Linked DNA regions of Mus musculus: region 1 is linked to region 2. The links are chromatin contacts, called in public Hi-C maps. All regions are on one chromosome and are shown on one strand. Each heading gives the region's core, a stretch centred on a gene start, on an enhancer-like site or on the middle of the called end of the contact. The rest is flanking DNA. Distances are from core to core; before and after follow the strand shown. Region 1 has its middle 46 kb from the start of Gm14616. Region 2 overlaps Gnas (GNAS (guanine nucleotide binding protein, alpha stimulating) complex locus).

Region 1 (4,272 bases), core at 1,301-3,800, 480 kb before region 2:
CAGATGACCACTGTGTGTAATCTCGCAGCAGCCGTAGACCTGAGTTCTCACATGGGGTCCAACCAGCCCTTAGTGGGTTACTGAGGTTTCCAGAATCGTAGAGCCTGCCACCAAACTCTCCTGAAAGCAACATTCCCACTCTGGGATCCTGCCTCAGTTCCCTCTTGTGTGGTCAACTCCCTCTCCCAAGGACTGCCTAAAGCATGCTCACTGCTGGTCCTGGTGATACCCAAGCCCACACCCATCTAAGAAGGAGAGAAGCTAGATTCCCCACCACTCCACACCCTAGAAGTTCTGTGTCACTTAGACCCCAAGGCAGGGCTGCTTGATGCTGGAGGCTCACAGGATCATCCTTACCACCATCCTGTTTCTCTTGCATCCTCCCCTCCCCACACTCCTCTAGCTGTAGCACCAGGCCAGGGGACCATCAAGTCAGGCAAGGGGGATCTGTGATGTGCAGCACGGCCTAGTTCTATCCCATAGCCAGAGCATCCTGGGCAGACTTTCCCCTGACATCTCCAGGAAGCCAGATTCTAATGCTCATTAATTTATAGAATGAATCTCACTTCAGGAGAGATCATAGCAGCAAGGACCCAGCTTTCTACACGTGAGACTGAACAGACAGGAAATCTGAAAGATGACCTTGCCACATTGTGATGGGAAGTTTTGATTAGTGAAGCTCACTGCTGGGTGTGGCTATGTGGAGCTTTTCCTGAGAGGTTTACTTGGAGAAGGAAAACCTACCTTGAAAGTGGGAACCATCATCCAGTGAGCTGGGGTCCTAAATTGAATAAAATGAGAGTTATCAGAATGCAAGTTAAGCACAGATGTTCTCCTTACTCTCGTTTCCTTGTCTTCAAGATGTAAAGGGTATCGGGCCCATGCAATGCCACTGTTAACACCGCCACACCTTCACCGCTCTGATGGACAGCTCCCTCTCACACTGTGAACCTTAGACAACCTGTACCTCTTAAGTTGCTTCTTTCCAGGTGTTTGGGCACCCGAGAAAGCCAATATACAGCCAGAAAAGGCAAAAAGTACTGCTGGATTTTCTCCCAAATAGAAGCAAACACTTGGAAATGGTGGCATGCAGTGATTGAATAAGTAAATGGGCAGGGAGAAGACACACAGTCCACATGATCTCAGCAGTGTGCGCAGACATTCTGTCCACAAGGATTCTAAGAGAAGTTGTTTTCCTCCTGGGGCCTCGTGGTGATCTCCTTCTCAGAGCACTGACCTCATTCAGGCCAGATCTGCCTGGGTGTGTGAGGCCCGAGGAAAGGGAAGGGTGTCATAGGCTCGGGGAGCTGAGTGGGCTAGGACCGAAGCAAGGGAAGAGTGCCTTGTAGAGGCAGCATCCAGAGGACCAGAAACATGACTCAAGACAGGAAGTATGGTAGGACAATGAGAGAAAGACACCAGTGGTGACACACCCACACACAGGTGTGAGGGATGACTCTGGAAACCCCCAGACAGCCAGGCTCTGGGGATAAATTGCAAGAGATCCTAACCCTCCTGTGGAGGAACTGAAGAAGGGGGATTCAGCACCCATCAGCTCTCCCAAGAGATGACAACACTCTTGCCATCTCTTCTTGCATGTGGCAGGACCAGACATGGGCTTCCATAAGGCTTCACATTCAGGCAATGAGCTGCTGTCATGGTTTGTGTCATCAAATATCCTGATTTGAATTTGTGTTTCAACCTCAGTGGCTCATCAAATAGCTGTTTTTTGTTGTTGTTTTGTTTTGTTTTGTTTTGTTTTTTAAATCCTGAAGGCCATCAGGATGCTGAAGTAGAATCTGGAGGTCAGCAAACCTATCACTTGCCTAAGTCACTTGCCTCTCTGGCCCTAATGTTGCCTAAGTATTGGAAACTCTGCCCCACACCATTTCTTTGGGATTTCCAGAACCCTGCAGACATAAATAATGTCTATTCCACCCAATCACAAGGCAGTGTTTGTTCCATAAAGTTTGTCTTGGGGAAACTATGTGTCTGTAGTGTTTGTGTGAGAGAGAAGTTGCCTGCAGGAGCGTGGGGGATGCTAAAGCAGGCACACCTCCCAGTCTTCATCCAGCAAGGAGGGCAGCTTTCTTCCTCTGACCCTCTCCAGACTATGTACCCTAGCATCTCCCGAGACACCCAGGCCATGGGCAATTAGGACAACATTTTGTACAAAAGACTAAGAAGCGTGGCTGCAGACTCAGGTGAGGATCCAATGACCTCAACCCCTCCCCCCGCCCCCCAGGAAATATCAACAGTCAACAAATCCGATCAATCATGGAGCCCAGCAGCCATAGTCCATCTGATGGGCCGTTGTGCTTGGAGGACCACATTCCACAACACACGGGATAGTAGCAGAGGGGGCTCAGACTCTATTCGGGGGTCTCTCTGCTTCAGAATATATCATCCATCAGATGTGCTGGGCCGCTGGCCTGTCCATTTGCCACTCGACTTGATGCCATTAAGAAAGTCTCTAGATGGATCATTGTTTGGCTGGCTCTGGAATCCAACAGGCTCTGACCCCACATCTGGAAGCTGTCAACCTACAGCTGCCCCACCCCCAATCTGATCTCATTAATCTTGAAACAACAAGGGAGGGGAGACCATCTGTACCAGGATGGTTTACATTGGAAGTTAATTCTCAAAAGCATAGCTTTTCTGACCACCAAAGGGTGTATCAGTCAGACGAGGGCTAAGACAAGAGAGACTCACATCTTCTTTAGTCCAGGGACCCTGCCCCAGGCATTGTCAGTCACAGAACAACACACTGTTATTAAAGCCCCTTTGAAGAGATAATACTCCTCACAGATGGGCAGGTGTGAGACACTGATGTCAACGTGTCCTTTCTTTTGAACCTTCATCTTAGGTTCAGCCATCACCCCAAAGCAAGAACCCTAGATCCTAGGACAAAGCCCTCATCTTGGTGACGCAAACACCTCTTTACTCTTCCACACCTGCGAGTTCTATTGAAATCTCTCCTGCATAGCTTCCCCTGCATTCCAAGGTTGCACCCTGACCCCTTTCCATTGCCTGGCTTGCTCCCCATCTTCTACAACCAGCAGGTCACCCACAGTTCTGTCTCTGTGACCACTGCATCATAAACATTCAGCACCATTTGGTCTGTGCACCTCCTGGCCACAGGGCTTTTGCACCTCCTGACCACAGGGCCTTTGCACCAGCTATTGTTGCTGCTTGGCACCTCTGACTTTCTTGGCTGCCTTTCCAGTCACAAAGACAGGGGCATCAGTTCCACTGGCTCCCCTCCTCTAGACCCTATGCTATCACATATCTCCAAGAGCAATCCTTATCACAATGGCCATCTGGTGGGAAACCCTTCTCTTTCTGCTGAGCACAGATCAGCAGGTATGCACACATGCTTCCTTACAAGCAGTACAGGCCACTGCATTTGCAGGTCCCGTACAAAATGAAAGTGTAGGGGGTCTTTGCCCAAAATTATGGACACCATAGTGAAGAACAAGCCTAGTGTGAGGATACCTCAGAACCAGGTTCTGCGTGAATGCACAGGCCACCCATTCCAATGGAACCCCTGTCAGGGTCCTAAACCTTAGCTGTGAATTTAGGTCTTGTGACATCAACATCTACCTATGCACTCTAACACATTGTCCAGCCTTCAGTGGCTTGAAACAACAGTGAAGAATCCGCTCACGCTGTGAAGGTCACAGTCCACACGAACACTTAACTCATTGGCTCTCCAGCCCTGCTGTGATGCTCTTGGAGTCTGCTGGGAAGAATGGGAATCTGAGCATTCTATTGACTTGGGTCACAAGACTGAGGTTGAAGTCTTTGCTGGCAGTCCCTTAGGGCCTGATCAGGTCCTAGCAGCTGTCCGTAATTCACACCCAGGTGGCATTTGTCTTCAGAGCCAGAACAGGCATTGTCGAGTGTCAGCCCTTCCTCTCAGTTCAGACCTCTGTGCCCTGCTTCTGATCTCTGATAAGGGTGAGTGACTCAGGGTAAAGCCAGACCACAAACAATGCTCACAACTACCTGCAATGGCTTATTTTGGTTATCTATTTGCAATCAACCAAAACACACCCCCTGAACACTGCTGAGAGGGACTTTCTTAATTACATTATTTAAAGTGGGAAGAACCTCCCTAAATGTGGGTGGCACCACTTGTGGCAGCCCAGATAAAAGGACACAGAAGAAGGAAAATTTGTCTTTGGCCTGCTTGCCCTCACTCTCGCTGGCAAGTTCGTCTACTCGGGTGCTGAGGCACTCCTTAGCTTATATTAGAACTAACTTCTTGTG
Region 2 (4,070 bases), core at 208-2,707:
GTCCCTCACACCTGGGGCAGGGTGTTATCTGGGTTCTTTTTTGTTGACTGACAGGTGCCAATCTCCTTGTATAGACTTCTTGAGAGAGGCATATCAGGAATCAATAGTTCCAGAATTTGTGTCTGATAGGCAACAATGAATTATTTAATAGATTATAGGTACAAAGTAGTAATTGAGTCAATCCTAAAGCCAGTGAGCTAGCCCCCCTCCCTTCTGCATATTAACTAACTATGAATTTTGGGGCTGTAACTTAAGGAGCACACACGGACCCAAAGCTTTCATGTGGCTGATGTCATCTTGTTTTTTAAACCGGATTAGTTAAACTAACAAATTCTAGAAGTTTCCATGAACATTCGCTTGTGGTACCCTGAAAGGTGCTGCTCAATTTTGTCTCCCCAGCACTCGGTGCATGGTAGGGGACAGAAGCTGGTCCCCCTCGCTAGGGTCAGCTAAGTCCCTGACCCTTGCTGTTTCTTATCAGCACTGAGAACAACGGGGGCCAAGGGGAAAGGCCAATTCCTTACTGATTGGCTGTCTCCTCGGTCTGCATTCTTCATGGAAGGCAGGACCCCTTGCTTGCCATGTATCTGTCTCTTTTTAAGAAAAATCGTCACTCTCACTGTGGTATTGCCTCGCCATATTGTCTTAAGCCAGGAAGGTCATTTCAAAGGCAAAACAGCTCCTGGATTGGGCAGAAGTAGCTAACTCCCTGTCTCTGCGCCATTTTCATACCTCCTTTTCAGTTGTTCAGGTAGAAGTATTGATTTTTTTTTTTAATTAGAGAAATAAGTCTCTGCCTATCCCACCAATTCTGAAGCAGGGAGGGACTCGGAAGCTTAGAGCCTGTCGGCAAGGGTTGTGGATTCCAATTTTTAAGTGAAGATGTAACTGAAAAGATGTTTTCCTGAGAGTACAAAACCCTACACCAGTTGACTCCAGTGAAACCTGCAGGGTGGTGGGTGGGAACCTCCTGTGCTGGCCAGCTCTGGCTGGCCAAGGGGTGGCCAAGGCCCGTCGGCCATGTTGGAGCTGCACTGCAGCAGGCGAGGCTGCGGCCGCAGAGGACCTGGCCTCAGAGACGCTGTCACCCGGCCAAGTGCTGTTCACTGTCCTCTGCAACCAGGCACCATGTTCCAGCGCGAGGGGCTGCTTTGGGTGGACACCGGTGCTTCTACTCTTATTCCTATTTGTTGCCCCAAAGGTTGAGAAGGGTGTGGGGGTGCACCCATCAGCTCTTTCTTGGGCTGTCTAATATGCAAATTAGAAAAAAATGATTAGTGGCAATTAGCAGCTGTGCTTTCTAGAGGTTAGTATACACTCCTTCAAACGTCCTGTCTCCTGCAGGCCAGGTCCATACCACCTGTCCTGCTCAGTGCCCTGCTCAGATTTGACACTTACTCTCCGTTAAACCCATTAACATGCAGGATCCTCATCTGCTTCACAATGGTGCTTTTGCCAGACTCTCCAGCACCTGAGAAAGGAAAGTGAGGGCGTGGGTTAAGAAACAGGCTTGTCACACTTCACCTGGATGATGGCCTTGGAAAGCAGCAGAAGCAGCACACAACAGACACACAATGACACAACTGCAAACCTCCTTCACATGACGACGCAGTGAAAAACAACAGACACATCCAACATAGCATCTACCTGAAGTATCTCACCATAGAGTAACAAGCAAGAATTAAGGGCTCTGCTGTTTTTAAATAGCTTTTTTTTTCCCTTTTGAGTTTTGTTGTTGTTGTTTTGTTTTCTCTTTGGGTTTTTTAAACTCATGAGGCGATGAAGGAATGACGTAATTGTCACTGGAAGGGTGAAAATTTTAAGTCAAAACTGTGAATTTAGTATTGAAATGTGGTCAAAGGTACTCTATGCAGCAGCCACCTAATTTCCTGTTTGTTAGTCATTTTATGGTTAAAATACTTAGGAATGGCAGACAATGCCTAGACACTGCAGTCTCCCACTATCACGCCCCGCTGCAGCACCTCCCTCCCAACGCCACAATGCAGCTGCTCTCAAGCATGCTTCAGGTCCACCCTAAAACCACAGGGCTACACTGTATCCACTGTATCCACTCCCTTCCCCTGCAAAAGGAATCTTTCTAAAGATACATTTTTCTCTGGATACAACCACCATGTTGCAGAGGGAAATGGTAGACCATCAATTATCTGTCAGCAGCAGAGGGGCGGGAGCGGGGGGCGGGGGAGCAAAAAAAAAAAAAGCAAAAAACAAAAAATAAACACATTTCGTTATCAAACATGGCACTTGAGACCTCATGAGCATCAGGCAACATGCAACTTCAACAGTACCAAGAGTTTAAAAAAAAAAAAGGATAAGACTTTAATTATATGCACAAATATTCCTGGAAGGTCCTGAATAAGAAGATTCTAGGCTTTCCCCAACTAAGGAAGTAAATAGGAACACAGGCCTCCATTTTAAATCACCTTTCTTTCTTTCTTTCTTTCTTTCTTTCTTTCTTTCTTTCTTTCTTTCATAGGTAGTATTTGGAGGACCCTCCAGCCCCACCCCATTTCCACCAAGTTTCTGCAAATGTACTCTTCAGCCCGTATTCCCTGTGGGAATGGTTTTTCCCCTCCTCCCACAACAATCTAATTTTTAAAAAAATCTTGTTCTTTTTCTCCATATTGTTTCTGTTTTGGTGCCCAGATAGAAAGGCATTCACTCCCCCACCCTATTCAGTTCAACACTCCCCCTCCCCGAAATTCTCCACCCCTCCATTTCTTCACCCCTCCTCTTTTCCACCCCTCCACAAGTCCATAAGCAAGATTTGTAAAAGTTAAAATTGGTTTCCACAGCAGCATTGATTTCAAAGCAAACACCATCCTAATGAGCAAAATTCTCATAAATTAAATATAAAAGGCAATATTGGGAGGCTTCCATGAAGGAAACAGAGGACTCATCAGGTCCCTCAGCACTCCACCCTCAGAAATGGGAACATTTGTGACACCAGGTTTTTTTCAGAGACAGAACTAGATCCGTGCCTCAGTTTCCACTTTTGTAAGAATAGAAAACTGGGCTGAAAAATAACTGCCAGGCTTTTGTTTGTTTTGTGGTTCTGCAAATTTACTTAATTTACCTGATAGAAGTTAAAATGGGTTAAAGAAAAGGAAGTTGGGGGTATTAAGTTTCCTTTGTGGGTAATTATTTCATTTTTAAGAAATGTAAAATGTCGCCAATAGCCAGGGCAACAGATTTCTGTGCCAAAGGTCATCAATTAATTGTGGCACAATGCAGCCATGTAGACCAGAGACTTGAAAGGAGGCAAGGTGGGCTCAGAACTGCAGTCTCAAATAAGTGGGGACATTTGAAATCACTGTAAACACACACAAAAAAAGATGTTAGGAATTTGATGTATCATTAACATCATAGTGAACTTAAATAAGCACTCATATGAGCAAGAATGAACCATACAGAAGATTCTAGATGTTTCCAGGTGTGTACTTTGAAATCAGACTGTATACATATTCACATTTACAGCAGAATTACGCTTTTAGAAGTTTCCCATATATCATCTAATCACTGAAATTGCAAACGCACCAACACCAACAGGATTATTTTCACTTATTAACAATTTTCTGCTTTACTCAATGTGGCCCAGGGAGAACAAAGACTTGACCCCATCCAAAAAGATCAAACCAAACGCCACCGCGAATTAACACAGCCTTCTACATTTTATTTTTGATAATCGAACTATTTTGTTGAAAAGTGACCCTGTTCCCAGTGAATTCACAAATTTATTCAGATAGCCAAAATACTGAGACGTGGAAAGTTTCCATTCTAATTAGTGTTGTGTGATGTTTCTGTGGTCATTTCAACAATTTTCGTGTGTGTCTGTGTGCTTTTGCTGCCCCCACCCCAGTACTTTAAAAAAAGTAAGGAGAGACATCCTTTTAGCTTGGGATTCCCCCCTCCTTTTTATCTTTCTTTTTTCTTTTCTTTCTTTCTTTTATTTTTTTTTTTGCCAAGGAGGAAAAGCCGCAGTGAAAAAAAAGAGAAGAAAAACCAAACAAGCAAATGTCACTTGCCAAACAACTAATTACTGTCTTTTCATC

Evidence for each region. Hi-C and Micro-C count contacts between places; a contact is called where the count stands out from the background.
Region 1: a contact with region 2 is called in a Hi-C map of the N1E-115 cell line, with 4 times the contacts expected there. The contact joins two enhancer-like sites. A contact is called at or near these places in 1 of 39 promoter capture datasets (cranial neural crest), 2 of 484 Hi-C or Micro-C datasets (the HPC-7 cell line and the N1E-115 cell line), 7 of 115 datasets of contacts at active chromatin or transcription factors (craniofacial prominence, embryonic basal ganglia, embryonic limb bud and 4 more) and 2 of 9 other capture datasets (adipose tissue and embryonic stem cells).

What each region holds. Positions count from the first base shown.
Region 1 is chr2:174,807,774-174,812,045 of GRCm38.p6, reverse strand. No RefSeq gene overlaps it. Among named protein-coding and RNA genes, the nearest start is that of Gm14616, 46 kb to the left of the region's middle. Within about 2 kb of position 2,550, at least 18 of the 459 cell types and tissues checked have an H3K27ac peak or open chromatin away from gene starts, as enhancers often do. A contact at or near this core is called in the N1E-115 cell line, where this site is marked.
Region 2 is chr2:174,331,613-174,335,682 of GRCm38.p6, reverse strand. Gnas (GNAS (guanine nucleotide binding protein, alpha stimulating) complex locus) reads right to left here. Exons shown (of 12, transcript NM_010309.4): 2 at 1,399-1,471. Among named protein-coding and RNA genes, the nearest start is that of Gm30189, 6.3 kb to the right of the region's middle. Within about 2 kb of position 1,457, at least 54 of the 459 cell types and tissues checked have an H3K27ac peak or open chromatin away from gene starts, as enhancers often do. A contact at or near this core is called in the N1E-115 cell line, where this site is marked.